Regions from separate parts of the Ovis aries genome. Here region 1 is linked to region 2. Evidence: chromatin contacts called from public Hi-C data. All regions are on one chromosome and are shown on one strand. The core of a region is the stretch at or near the end of the contact, and the rest is flanking DNA. Distances in the headings are between cores, read along the strand shown.

Region 1 (3,730 bases), core at 81-2,580, 150 kb before region 2:
ACCAATACAGTATACTAACACATATATATGGAATTTAGGAAGATGGCAATGACGACCCTGTATGCAAGACAGGGAAAGAGACACAGATGTGTATAACGGACTTTTGGACTCAGAGGGAGAGGGAGAGGGTGGGATGATTTGGGAGAATGACATTCTAACATGTATACTATCATGTAAGAATTGAATCGCCAGTCTATGTCTGACGCAGGATGCAGCATGCTTGGGGCTGGTGCATGGGGATGACCCAGAGAGATGTTATGGGGAGGGAGGTGGGAGGGGGGTTCATGTTTGGGAACGCATGTAAGAATTAAAGATATTAAAATTTAAAAAATAAAAAACTAAAAAAAGAGACATCAACCAAAAAAAAAAAAAAAAAGGAATTAGAAGTCAGACTTTGCCCCAACAACATCATGGACTAGATCAGTTACAGGCTATTTGCAAGCTTTTACATTTTAAGTATTCCTTTTATGGTTGTTCTCTCCTTTCTGCCCCTACACAGAGCTCCAGTGTTTTTGTCTTGACTGATCCTGAAAGGATGGGCATACCAAATGGAAAGGGGTTGTGGGCTCCTCAGAGCTACTGGCACCAGCCCTAAGGTGCTGTGCCTTACCAAAGGGTTGAGGATGTATAAAGGCAAGGAGGATTAGACGCAGCGGGTGAGATGGGGCACAGGCATCCAGAATCCTTCCTGGTCTCCCTTCTATGCCCTCTCAACTTGGGGTGGGGGGTAACAACTAGTTGCAGTGGGGAGGGATCATCCCAGTTCTGGGTAGAGGGAGAAACCTACACCAGTCCCTCCTCTTATTAACAGTCAGCAAATTGTCCATTCATCTGGGGCTGGGAACAAATGGGCAGGTAGGCAGGAAGAATCAGGCTTGTTCTGCCCCCAGCTTCTGTCCAACACTGGAGTAATGGAGGTAGCAAACAATTGAAATGCTCCAACAAGAGAGTAAAGGCAGTGAGGGAAAGGAAGTTTCCACTTGTGTACAGCTCCCATAGCCCTGGGGCTGGAAAAAGGCAGACCTTGCTTGTAAAGTGCTGTAGTCTCCAGCAAGGCTGGGCCCTAGCGGGCTGGGAAGAATGCAGGCCAGGCAAGGGCACAGGAACCAGACATTCTTGACTAGCATGTGCCCTGCCATGCTCCTTGTAGGGATTGCTGGGAAAGGTGGACTGGTAATTCTGCCATCAGCCCTCGCCAGCTACCAGTCACCTCTGGTCCACATACAACCAAGAGCCAACCAGCGTTTAGGACAGCCCTGCTCACAGCTGAAGGTTCCAGGCCAGTGGAATTTATTCATGGTTGTGGCCCCAGTCTAGGTTCCTCAGTCGAAGCCACACCTTGAGCTTGGGGATTTCTTGCTGGGGCAGGAGGTGTTTACGCCTGTCACTGCCCTAGGCTCACACCTCACAGAAGTTCACAGGGAAATCCACAGGGATGAATCCAGTTTCACGGTGCCCTGAGGAATCAGGTTCTTAATTCACCCGCCTCAGTTTGGCCTGCTTCTGCCTGTTCTTGCTGACAATTGTCTCCTCAAGGAATTCGTGAGCCAGATCCCATCCTTGTCGTAGACCATGGAGCTGTGGCCCATGAATACAAAGAGGGGCAAAACTTGGGCCTCACAGTTGCGCCGAAGTTTGCTCAGCGACCTCCAGGGCAAGACCTCCCTGCCCCAAGGCGAAGGGCCACAGGCCCCAAGCTTTGGAGCCACTGGTGCCCATGCCCGGGCGGCAGGTGCACGGCAGGCCCCGGGGCAGGTTCACTCTTATAAGGCCGTTGCTGCCATGCCCTGCCTGGGCCTTGGCTTGCAGACGCTGCTGCCGTTTTCTCTCCACAGAAACCTCTGGTATTTGTTGCTTTTTATTTACAAAGCAATATAATGCTTTTGATTAAAAAAGAAGTAAAAAAAAAACAAACCCTCAAAAGCATAGAAAGTAAAAAATTCAGTTTTCCTCGTTTACCGCTGATCCTCTTTACACTGTCTGCACTGTTCGCGGAACCCAGGGTAGGCAAGGTGCAAGCTAAGAATCTGGAAGGAGTCTTGCGGAGCTGTAGGAACTGCAGATATGTTTATTCTCTCCTGGCTGGCATGGCAACCGTAACACAGCCATAACATAACCACGATGCCACTCCAGCGTAGCCCCGGTGCAGCAGCAGCCAGGGCTTTCATGATGAAGCTCATACATCTCAAGAAGTAGCCTTCTCAAGCCACACGTCTAGAGAAGTAGCCTGTGACCAAGCGAGTACCTCGTGACATGCGTGTGCAGAGCTGTAAGCGGTCTCAGCTTTACATAACTGCAAAGTCACTGCTTATAGAACACAAGGCGAGAGAGCCTGACTGGCGCCGTCTTGTTAGTTTCCCCATGCCTGTGCACCTTCCAGGAATCCCCAGAGTTCCCACAAAGGCAGGGGTGTCTACTGCCTGGTTCCCTGATGAGTGTCTAGCACACCGGAGAGACCAGGGCTTGTTGCTTTGGGGTACCCAATGTTCGTTGAATGAATAAAAGAGTTTTGAGTAAATGAGCATGAGTAAACTCATGGTATGAATTTTCCAGTGTTTTTTCTATGTGTACACCAGCATAAATATATTTAGGGAGAAAAGTGGTCTCATGCTATAAATGTGGTTCTGAACTTCCTTCCGAATTGAACGAATCACTGTGGGTATTTCTCCATGTTACTGTATACTAGGAAATGGCAACCTACTCCAGTCTACTTGCCTGAACAGTCCCATGGACAGAAGAGCCTGGCAGGCTACAGTCTGAAGTGTCACAAAGAGTCGGACATGACTGAGCCACTAGGAAGCAGCAGCAGGGTTTCCCAGCTTTGGCACTATTGATCTTCAGGGCAAGATTGTTCCCTACTGGGGCGCAGTCCTGTGTGCTATAGGATGTTGAGTAGCATCCCTGGCTGCCACCCACCAGTAACACCCTCCACCATATGATTAAAAAGTAAAAGGTTCTCTAGATGTTGTCAAATGTTCCCTGCCTGGGAGGCAGAATTGCCCCTGAAGAAGAATAGCAGCTATATAGATTTACCTCTTTTTTTTTGGCCATCTCAGAATATTCCAGAATGTCCTCATGGAATTTTTAAGCTAATCCTTCATTAATGCACCATTGTTTCCAGACCCTTGTAAGGGGCCTACCTGAACATTCAGAAGTCCTGAATGTAAGGACTTCTGCAGGAAACTTCCTAGAAATGGGATTGCTGGACTAGAGCAAGGGCAGGCTTGTACCAATTTGTGTCCCTTCTGACGGGGCTCAGTGAATGGGAATTAAATTTTGTCTTTGCCAATCTGATGCTGTTTATAAGTAATGGAACTTCTTTTTTTGTCCTCTTATAGAATTGTATTGGCTATTCCTTCTAGGAAAATGTTAAAAACAGTAATGATTATGAGGAACTCCTTCCTAGCTCTGACTTTGGCTGTGTTCTTGGAAAAAATGTTATCTCACAGACATGTGTGTGTACATCTTATAGATATAAATTCTTTTTCCAAATTCTCTGCACCAAGGCTTTAATGTTATTTTTGATCTTAAGTTTGCTTATAAGAGAGTTTTAATGTTTCTAAGTGATTGGTGGGTTTCATTTCTACTTTTATTATTTCTTTCTAATCTTTTCAATTGTGGTTAAAAAGAAAATAGGGCTTGTGTGTAGCATTTCTTTTGGAGTTAACAGATTTCCTTTGCAGCTTAAGTCAATTTTTGCATATGTTTATAAGCAGCACCTTACCACTGC
Region 2 (3,593 bases), core at 145-2,644:
AAATCTGAAGACTGGGAACCACTGAGCTAGCTCTTAGTTCTTGGTGGGACCAGACATAGAAGTTGTTTTTTAATTGAGGGATAATATCTGAACAGCTGGAAAAACTCAGGGGGAAAAGGGAACGGGTGGGGTTCCTGCCCAGATTCAGCCCCACAGCCCAGGCATCCCCAGGAAACTTGAGCAAAAGGAGTATTTGAGTAACTGTACAGGGAATTCTGAGAAAGGCCTCAGGGCCAGTTCTCTATGCCACACACCCTCAGCCTCTTCTGTGATCCAGAGACAGGTGCAAATATTCCCTTAAACTTCACCCCTGCCTTCCCCAGCCCTCTCAAGGCTGGTTCCAAAATAGCCCAGGCCCTGGAGGAGACGTCATGGGTTAGGCTGGCTGCCTGCCCCTCAGAGAGGGCACGTTGGTAATGCCAAGGCCAAATATAGAGGGACACAGGACACCAGAGGGGGCTTGGGGCTTGAGGAACCATGTCAGCTTCAAGATGCCTACCCTACCCCCTCCTCTTCTGAGCCCCGAGCCCCAGAGCAGCTGGGAGGCAGTGCCTCCTGGCCTGGCCATGGCCCTGGAACATGTCTTAACAAGTCCTGATTAGAGCTGGAGGCGGGCTAAGGGGGTGCAGGGCCTGGGCTGGGTGTGAGCATGGGGACACCGCCTCCATCTGGGGGTCTCTCAGTGGTTTTATAGGCGTCACTTCCCACAAGTTGCACTGAGATCAGGAGGCTCAGGAGACAGGGGAATTAGGTGCCTCCCAGGCAGAAGCACTCTTGCCTTCCTTTCTTCCCAGCTTCTGAAGGAGACCAAGGCCATAAACCTGGGGGTTGGAGGCAAAGAAGAGTACAGGTAACCATGCCAAACCCCAATAAACCACTGGTTCAATCGGACTGCATATAATTAGTCCTGATCGCCAAGGTTGCCTCCACCCTTCACTCCCAGGAATTAAAAGTCAAAGGGCAGAGCTGCTGACGCAAATGTCAGGGGAGACAGGCACTTTGGATCAGCTGGGATCCTGTTCCCTGGGCTCTGCCGCTCTGGCGCCTTGGACATGGCGTCTTCCGGGCCAGGCTCCAAGAGCCCGGTGTCCATACAGGGAAGGGGGTCCACTGCCTCCCCCTCTTCCCGGTTCTAAGATGAACTGTATCTGGTTGGAGGTTAATCAGAAATTTCTGTGACATGGCATTGCCAATGCCTGGGGAATTGGGGAGAAGCAGCAGCTCAGTATCTTGTGAGCCCCTCTCCTTCCCACACCTAAAAAGGAGGAAGAGAACTCTGCCCTCCCTTCCAGGGGGCTGGCTCCCTAAAACCCGATGTCTGCCCCCCAAGGTTGCCCCTATAGCAGGCAAGCCCTGGGCAACTGCACTGTGGTCTGTGCACCAGTGGTGACCCCCAGTGGCCAGCGTGGGACTTGGGTTACTGCAGAGCTGACGCTGAGCTCAGCCCGGAGCAGTGGCTGGGGAGCTCCAGGGTGTGCAAGGTTTAGGGATTTGATTTTGGCAAGAGGGCTGTTGGCATTTTGAAGTATTTTTGGATGTGCTGATTTTTCCTGATTGAACTGTGGCTGGATCTTGGCCTAGAAGGTCCTACTGTTGGCAAATCAGCTCCAACATGTCTAAGAATGTGCTCATCTGCTAGCCCTGAACCTGTTCCTCCTCCTGACTTCCCTGTTTCTATTAAAAGCATCATCACCCTCCCAGTCCTTCAGGCTCTGAACCTCAAACCTCCGAGTCATCTTCCACGGCTCCCCACACTGGGCTGGGTACCTGGTCCTGCCCCTCCTTGCTCTGCAGGTCACTCTAACAACCCTCTCCCTGGTACTTATGGCCACTGCCCCAATGAGTGGGCCTCTCACCTGAGCAACCACCATTCTCAACATGCCTCTGGGCCAGACCTGGGTACATGACTGGTCCTCCACTTACTCGCTGTGTGACCTTGAGCAAGTTACTTATCTTCTCTGAGCTCAGCTTCCTCAGTTGTAAAATGAGGATAATAATTACAGTTTCCACCTCAAAGAGCATTGCAGAAATTAAATGACAGAATATACATAAAGAATCTGTCACATAGGAAATGCTCAATGCATGTGAATTATGAGAGATCATCCATCCAGTCCAATTTCTCCAGGGTAAACAAGTAAACTGAGGTCAGAGGCTGAAATGAGAGCTGATGTCTGCAATTGAGTTCTAGGCGTCTTCACAGCTTGCTACAGTGCAGGCTGAGTAGAAGTTCCTGAAGTCTTGAAGTTCTTCCATTGCACCCATCACCATGTTCTAAACCCAGAACCAAAGGCCACCTTCTGAGTTCACCTTCTTTAGGGGCAGGTATTCCTGGTAAGTGTTGAGGTCATGCAGCCACAGCAAATATTCTCTGGGATGAGACAACTACAGGTCACGTCCAGTGGCTGAGTAAGGCTGGTCGGGTTGGCCTGGCCTAGCTGCCTCCCTGGGGCCGCTAGGCACACAGCAGAGGTCCAAGGAGGGCAAGCTCTTCCTCTTGCAACCCTGCCCTCACATCCCTCTCCCAACTCATGCTCACCCCACCTCTAGTCCCCAGCGACCTTGGTTTGGGGGTCAGAGGGAGGGGGCAAGCTAATTCAGCTGGCTTCCCATTAAGGCACAAATGAGCACCTGAAGTCCACAACCTCATTGAAATGAAAGGTGAGAGCCTTGTTCTGGGAAGTTTTAAAAGGGACTTTTCTGCACAAAGCAGCAGCTGTAAGAAAAGCAGATGATCCAGGTTCAAACATAGGCCTATCCTAGGGCCCCTGGACACTTACTGTCTAAGACAGTGGCTCTGGAACAGGGATAGTTTTGTTCCCAGGGACATCTGGCAATGCCCGGAGACAGTTTTGGTTGTTATAACTTGGGAGGGGGCGTGTGCATCTTCTCCTGGCATTTAGTGGGTAGAGGCCAAGGATTGCTACTAAATATCCCACGATGCACAGAACGACCACACGACAGAGAATTCTTCAACCCAGAGTCACCAGTGCCCAGGTTGATAGAAGCCCTGGACAAAGAGCCTTTGTCCAAAGAGGGGAACCCTTGCCTCAGAGCTGTCCTAAATATTGAGGGAAGCAATGCATTTGAAGATCCCAGGACTGGGCCTAGTTCATGCATGTTGCAAGGAACCTTTCTCTGCTGAGGCCTTTTCCTGGTCTGGGATATACCTGACGGTGGGCGGAGGTAGAGTGGGCACATATTCTGTCCCTCACATGAGATCTTTCTGGACAGTCTGGTGCTCACCTGCAAACCCTTTCAACAAGGAAAACGCAGGCTCCGGCAGAAGCCTACTGTCTCAGCAGGTGAGTTCTGTGGGAAATGGGCACTCGCCATTCCGCTTGTGGGCTCGTGAGGTCTCCCTATGACCCACCGACCTACCCCTTTCACTTGAGACTGTGAGACAAAGAGTGGGGAGAGGATAGGAGGCAAAAAATCCCCAAAGAAAACCCCACGTCCTCCAAGCTGTCCTCAGACCTAGTAGATAGCCCAGGAGGAAGACGTGTTTAGAAGAAGCCCTGCACAAAGGCTGGTGTGAAGCCAAGCCAAGGATTGAGCAGGCCCTCCCTGCCACTCACCTCAGTTGGCACCAGGCT

The links. A called contact is a pair of places that touch in the nucleus more often than the background predicts.
Region 1: a Hi-C map of mixed tissues shows a contact between it and region 2, with 3 times the contacts expected there. The contact joins two enhancer-like sites. A contact is called at or near these places in 8 of 16 Hi-C or Micro-C datasets (hypothalamus, liver, mixed tissues and 4 more).

The regions. Positions count from the first base shown.
Region 1 is chr11:35,701,016-35,704,745 of ARS-UI_Ramb_v3.0, reverse strand. No RefSeq gene overlaps it. Among named protein-coding and RNA genes, the nearest start is that of ANKRD40CL, 12 kb to the left of the region's middle. Within about 2 kb of position 1,330, at least 5 of the 54 cell types and tissues checked have an H3K27ac peak or open chromatin away from gene starts, as enhancers often do.
Region 2 is chr11:35,546,617-35,550,209 of ARS-UI_Ramb_v3.0, reverse strand. No RefSeq gene overlaps it. Among named protein-coding and RNA genes, the nearest start is that of TOB1, 76 kb to the left of the region's middle. Within about 2 kb of position 1,394, at least 26 of the 54 cell types and tissues checked have an H3K27ac peak or open chromatin away from gene starts, as enhancers often do.